2 separate regions of the Sus scrofa genome follow, and region 1 is linked to region 2. Evidence: chromatin contacts called from public Hi-C data. All regions are on one chromosome and are shown on one strand. Each heading gives the region's core, a stretch centred on a gene start, on an enhancer-like site or on the middle of the called end of the contact. The rest is flanking DNA. Distances are from core to core; before and after follow the strand shown. Region 1 holds the start of ZEB1 (zinc finger E-box-binding homeobox 1). Region 2 overlaps ZNF438 (zinc finger protein 438).

Evidence for each region. A called contact is a pair of places that touch in the nucleus more often than the background predicts.
Region 1: a contact with region 2 is called in a Hi-C map of brain, with 4 times the contacts expected there. The contact joins the promoter of ZEB1 here to the enhancer-like site in region 2. A contact is called at or near these places in 1 of 5 promoter capture datasets (fetal skeletal muscle), 6 of 47 Hi-C or Micro-C datasets (brain, embryonic fibroblasts, fetal skeletal muscle and 2 more) and 1 of 2 datasets of contacts at active chromatin or transcription factors (skeletal muscle).

The regions. Positions count from the first base shown.
Region 1 is chr10:42,011,355-42,014,395 of Sscrofa11.1, reverse strand. It overlaps ZEB1 (zinc finger E-box-binding homeobox 1), which reads right to left and starts at 1,282. Exons shown (of 11, transcript XM_021064196.1): 1 at 1,225-1,282. The coding sequence starts at 1,282. It overlaps ZNF438 (zinc finger protein 438), which reads left to right and starts at 5. Exons shown (of 19, transcript XM_021064197.1): 1 at 5-234.
Region 2 is chr10:41,852,737-41,856,144 of Sscrofa11.1, reverse strand. All of the region lies in intron 3 of ZNF438 (zinc finger protein 438), which reads left to right. Among named protein-coding and RNA genes, the nearest start is that of ZEB1, 160 kb to the left of the region's middle. Within about 2 kb of position 1,969, at least 52 of the 83 cell types and tissues checked have an H3K27ac peak or open chromatin away from gene starts, as enhancers often do. A contact at or near this core is called in brain, fetal skeletal muscle and skeletal muscle, where this site is marked.

The DNA.
Region 1 (3,041 bases), core at 33-2,532, 160 kb before region 2:
CGCTCTCTTTCGCTATTATTAATAATAATAATATTATTTAAACTCTCACGCCAGGCAGAGGGGAGTGCGTCCGGGCACATCAGCACTAATCAATAAACACTGCGGCTGCAGCGCGGGCAGCAGCGCCCCGCGTCCGTCAGTCCGTCCGCCCCCTCCCCCACCCTCCTTCCACCCGAGACCCAGAGCCCTCTGAGCTCCATTATCCGGCTTCAGCGCTCCGCGCGTCCGGGCCAGGTAACAACTTCCCCCAAACCGAAAGAGAACCCCGGAGACACACGCACTGCACCCCGTCCCGGCACGGAGGTGGCGTCCTCCCGGGAGGGGATCTGTCTGTGGTGCTTCCCGGTCCCTGGGACCAGGTAACAACTCTGCCAACCCGCTGCCCCCCGCGGCTCCCACGGCCGCTGCTCGGGGCCCGCCCGCGCCCCCGCCGGCGCCCAGCGGTACGCGGACCCACTTGGGGCGCGGCGGCGGCGGGGGGCGCCCCGGGAGGAGGGGCGCTTAGGGACCCGCGACTCCGCGCCGCGAAACCCTGTCCCGCGCCGAGCGCGCCTCGCCGGCCCGTCCCAACTTTACCGCCGCCGGCCCTGCCGGGTCCGCCCGCTGCGCGCTCCGCGCCGCCCGCGCACACGCGCGCACGGGCGACACGCAGCCCGCGGCCGCCGCGTCCCGCCGCCGCCCGCCTGCCCGCCCGGCCGAGCCGTGGGGCCCGAGCGACCGCGCCAGCCGGGGCCGCGGAAGCCACTCCGCCCGGGCAGCGCCGGCACAAGTTAGTTCCTTGGTTCCCGGGGCCTCGGCGCCGCGGGGACGCAACGCCGGCGGCGCCGAGGGGCACAGGAGTGGGGAAAAGTGTGAAAAGAAGCAACAGCCGCTCCCCCCGAGCCCAGAAAAGTGGCGGCCGCGTCCCGGCCGCCCGCCCTGCGCCGGAGATGCGGCAGCGGCGGCGGCTAACGGTCCAGGGAGGCGGCAGGGGCGGCAGGAGCCGCTAGGCGGAGAGACCAGGTAAGAGACATAACGGTTCAGGGAGAGCGAGCGGCCGCGGCGCGGCTCCGGCGGCGGCGGCCGCGGAGGGGGGCAGAGAGCACTACTTTCTACTTTCCCACTCCACTTGGCCCGTCCCTGCCCGGCCACCCCCAGCCCGGCTCGCCCCCCTCGCCCCCGGGGGCGCCCCGGCCGCCCGGCTCCCCCTGACTCCGCTGCTCCCCGGTCCCCTCCGCCACTCACCGTTATTGCGCCGCGGGTTCGCCTGCTTTCTGCGCTTACACCTGGGGCCATCCGCCATGATCCTCTCGCTTGTGTCTAAATGCTCGAGTCACCACCTCCCCCTCCCTCCCCCTTCCCCCCCAACCCCTCCGCCTCCACCCCTCCCCCCTCCCCACCGCACCTGGTTTACGACACTCGCGGCTTTACGACATCACCTTCCTTACACCTAGAGCCGCTCGCTCTACGGCCGGAACCTTGTTGCTAGGGAGTGGACGGTTTGCGGCAGCTGGAGGAGCAGCTGAGTTTGAACCGAGTGGCAAGAGAAAAGTTCCCCCAGGTGTCGCGGGCGGGGGGCGGGGGCGCTGGGAAGCGATACGGACGTGGTACGAAGGGCGACTGGCCGTCGGAGGGAGAAAGGTAAAGGAGGAGGCTCTGGACTGGCCACACCCGCCGCGGCCGCCAGGGGCATGTTTGGTTCTGGCTGATTCTCGGGATCCTGCGCCCTGGGGACTGCCCTTCGGAATGGCCGCAGTGACCTGTCCTCCCTCTTCCTCCGGTGGGGCTCACGTACCCCGGGGCCGCCCAGGGATTCTCCGGAATCAGAAGGAGGCAGGTTCGCGGAGCAGCGAGAGGCTACCCCCCGGGAGAGGCTACCTGAGCCCCGGACTTCTGGTCCCCCCCTCCTCCTCCGATGCACGGTTTTTCCCTGCGCTAACTGGGATGGGAAGTGACTTCAATTAAATAGAAGTTCAGCTGGACCGAAAGAGGGGCGAGAAGTTCCGCTTGCGAGTCACCTCGGCGGTAAAGCGGAATGAGTAATCCCCACGCCGGCCTGTCTCACTTCCTCCTCCTCGCTGGGCGCGCTCACCTGCTGTCACCTCGGCTTCCCCCACCCTGCCGCCAGCCGGCCCCAGTCCTCCTCTCTCCGCCCCCACCTCCATGAGTAGAAGGGCCGGATCGGAGGCGTCTAAACGTAGAGTTAAGGTATAAACAGGCCACGACTTACTACCTGGATAGGCAACTGTCGCTGTAGAAGACCTTGCAGCAAGAAACAGACTGGGAGACGTTGTCTTGGAGACCGATGGATTGATTGCGGTCTTATCAAGTCAGGTCTCTGACTTGGGGCAAGTTTAAGGGATTTCTGAAACGTAGATAACACCATCAAGTACCGAGAAAATCAAGTTTTCAGTATCGAGCAGGACTTGGCTTTCCACTCCTCCCCACCTTCAAATGAGGAAATGTCTTTGAGACCGTCTCTGGAATGAATGACTTGAGCTGTATTTCAAATTGTACTGTAGAAGTTGGTAGGGAAATTGTGGAAAGTGAAACGTAGCATACAGAGTATTAGAAATAACAGTACATCACCCAGCATAGTGCTGTCACATAGTAGGTGCTCAATAAATGTATGCCTGTAATTTTTGCCATACCTATGGTGGGACTTTTTTTATACGATGTTAATCTTTTAAACATTCTTCACAATTTTAGAAGATTCATTAATAATCTTTTCCAACCTTTCAACTGAAATAAATTTATAGCTGAAGTCTGGTGATTTAAAATTAGAAAGTTTAATCCTGAATATAGATGAACATTTTCTCTCACGTTTGCTTTGGCATTTTGAGACGTGAATGCATTAATTATTGCTGCATGAGATGTGACTGTAAATATTCTTTGCTATACGTTATGTCTGTATATCTATTCTCCAATGCCAAAACCAGAATCATCTTTTTTTTTTTTTTTCTTTTTTGGCCTCACCTGCAGCATATGGAAGTTCCTGGGCCAGGGATCAAATCTGAGCCGCAGCTGTGGCCATGCCTGATCCGTAGCCTGCTGTGCTACAG
Region 2 (3,408 bases), core at 720-3,219:
GCCACAGAGTAGAAAAAGACGAAAGTGGAAAACCCAAATTTATTTTTGTCTGAATAACTTGGACATGGGTTGACTGATTTTCCCTGTTGGTTTTAAGTCATGTTCCTCCAGTGCTGCCTCCTGGGCTGAGCTTCCGCATGATTCAAGCACCATTTTCAGTTTCAAAGGGCCTTAGATCAACAGAATCATCTCTAGATAACCGAGGATGGTGCCTCAGACTCTGACCCATGGGAGAAACTGGTGAAGGAGCTGCCGATGTTTAGCTGGGAGAAGACGCTGGGGAGACATTCGAGCTGCCTCCAAACAGCTGAAGGTTAATATCATGTAGGAGAAAAATTAGGTTTCTTCTACCTGGCTCCCTAAGTGGAGACAGATTTCAGCTTTATACACAGAAAACTTTTTTTTTTTTTTTTTTTTTAAAGAGATCAGATCATCAAGGAAAGATGCTATCTTCTAATGCAGGGAATTCCAGAGGGGTCCTGTCAGGGAATAGCTATTCACTCCCTGGGAGTCATCCAGGAAATTCTGCATCAGAAAAGGGCAGGATGATAAGCCCTTTCTTTCCAGGACACAGAGGCTGCAATGCAGGTAGCTGCACGGATGCAACCTTTTGTTGCAGGAACTCAAGGCCAGAACAGCCCTGGGAGGTGTAAAGCACACTGGAGCACACCAAATGGCACTTTCCTGCGAACTTGAACCTTCTACAACAAAAGAATGTCATGCCACTTGGGGCGGGGGTGCGAAGGGCCTTTAACTGCTGCAAAGGAAAACTTTCATAGTTTAGTGGATCATATTTTACAGGTTCCTGTGGACACAGGGGCCAAATGAAACTCAACCACGATCTCAGGCATCAAATTACACTTCACTTTTACCTTTTCCCCCTGTGATTCTGACATAAGTGATTAAAAATGAACCCAGACCTTTGACCTACCCATTTGGATTTGGGGTTGGGTTTTTTTTTTTTTTTTTTTTTTTCCTTTTTTCTATTCACCTGCAAACCTCCGCTGGTCCTTTTCTAGAGCCTTGGTCAACTGCTTTCAACAGCTAAACATTAAAGCCACCGGGTGAATAAACAGGAAGCTGGTGTTTAGGTGGGAGTTCCTAGGAATTTTATACCACTGACCACAGAGGCCAAGAGAGAAAGGAAATGGGAAAAACAGTGTAAATACCTGGGTGACTAATGACAGCACAGCTCAGCTGGCTTTTCTGAACACTTAACAGGAAGTCTCTTCCAGGGAAAACACCCTGAAAATTTTTAAGGACCCCGCGTGGCACCAAAAGGCCAGATCAGGGTGTTTGCACGAGGCTGGTGACGACGCAGAAAGACTGCCTATTTCTTCTAGACGCTGACTCTATTTGCATGCGTGGTGCACACGCTGGCTGAGCGCCTGGGCTCCAGGCCTGGGATTGCAAAGGATCGGAGGGCCACCCCCTTCCCGGTTCACACGGAGAGCGCCTAAGAGGATTTAGAATCAAGTGGGCACGTTTGCAAGCCTCGTTGTGAAGAGGCAGCTGGAGCGCGGCGGCCGGCCAGGCGCAGCCCCCCGCGCCCCGGGGCTGCATTGTCCTCCGAGGGGCCGCCGCCGGGGCTCCTTTGTGCGCGGGGCCGGCCCTCCCCGCCGGCCCGATCCCCTCGGGCCCCCTCTCCGCCCCCCCACGCAGACGGCTCCCTCCGGCCGCAGACCCGCCGGCTGCCGCGGTCCCCACGCGGAGGAGCGGGCAGGGCGGCGGGCGGGCCATCTGCACCGAGACTGACAGCGGCCCCGGAAGGTCAGCGCCCCCGCGATCGCCGCCTGAACAGCAGGCCACCCAGGCCTCCCAGCAACACAGGGACATCTGCTCCCCTTCATTTAGAGCCCGGGTTCCGATTTCACCAGAGCCCCCAGCTCCCCGCCGGCTCTGGGAGGGGGCCGGCAGGGGCCAAGCAGACGCGCCGCCCGTCCGCCCCCCACCAGTTCCCCAGATCTGGGGCCGAGCAGCTGAGTCCGGCGTGGCAGGGGCTGGGGGGGGGGTCGCCCACGTGACCCAAGTGACGTCGTGTAGTGCGGAGAAGCCAGGGCCGAGGGGGCGCGCGGGTGCATCCAGGGTCTGCGGGGGGATTGGACCGGACCCGGCCCTGCAAGGAGGAAGCTGGCAACCCGTGGCCCCCCCCTTCTCGGGACAGGCGGTTTGGAGGCTCTTGAACCTTTGCTGCGCAGAACCAGTGAATGCGCGGGAAAATTTGTTGCGAGAAGAGCGAGGAATCCAGCTTTACCTTTCTGCTGTTTTAAAGCCAGCAGACAAGGCCGGCATCGTCCCTGCACCGTAGACCTCCAGCCTTTTCTGTTTTCATCCAGAAGGATGAAAGAAAGACCTGCATTTCCGTTGAGTTTTCACCACTAGGTCTTCAGCTCCCTGAACACACACATTGCATCTTATTCATCATTTGCCTCCCCAGCCTCACACCAATGTTTGGACGCTAAATTAATGTGTGAAGGGGATGGGGGCTGGTTATTCCTGAGACCCTTGAGTGTAACTGCTGTCCTTTTTATTTGACAAAATCCATGACATCTGGAGAAGGAACTTGTGGATGCAGCGAGGTGTTGGTTCAGTGCTTTGCCTTCTCTTTCCTTCTTTCCTGCCCTTCTTCCCTTCATAGACATTTCATGGCCTGTGAACCAGATAGCAGTGGGTTAGACAGACTGGGAGGATAAAGAAACAGGACTCAAGGGGGGGCCAATTTGCCAGGGATGCTGTGTAGACGTAAACAGCTAACCAGGACTCTGGGTGATAAGAGCTGTTGACAGGAATTGAGGGTGGGGGGTCCTCAAAGCTACCTGTACAGGGGGAAGGCATCTAAGTAGAGGAAGCAGGGGCAGAAGCTCACCAGGAGAAGGTCCCTGCTGATGAGGGTGCCTCTGTTTGGATTCCCCCCAAATGGGTTTACCTCCTGTTCATTCTTTTTTTTGGGGGGGGGGGCACCCCACGGCATACGGAGTTCCCAGGCCAGGGATCAGATAGATCCGAGCCACAGTTGCAACCTATATCACAAGTGTGGCGGTGACAGATGCTTTATCCCACTGTGTGGGCCAGTGCTGAGACCTGAGTCCCAGCTCCAGAGATGCTGCAGATCCTGTTGTGCCCCAGTGGGAACTCCTCTCCTATTTATTCTTTAGGCCTCACATGAAGTATCACTTCTACGGTGATAAGATAAGGTCTTCCTATTTTATTTATTTATTTATTTTGTCTTTTGTCCTTTTTAGGGCCGCACCTGTGGCATATGGAGGTTCCCAGGGTAGGGGTAGAATAGGAGCTGTAGGCACCAGTCTATGCCACAGTCACACCAACGCCAGATCCTTAACCCACTGAGTGAGGCATGGATCGAACCCACAACCTCGTGGTTCCTAGTCAGATTCATTTCCTCTGTGC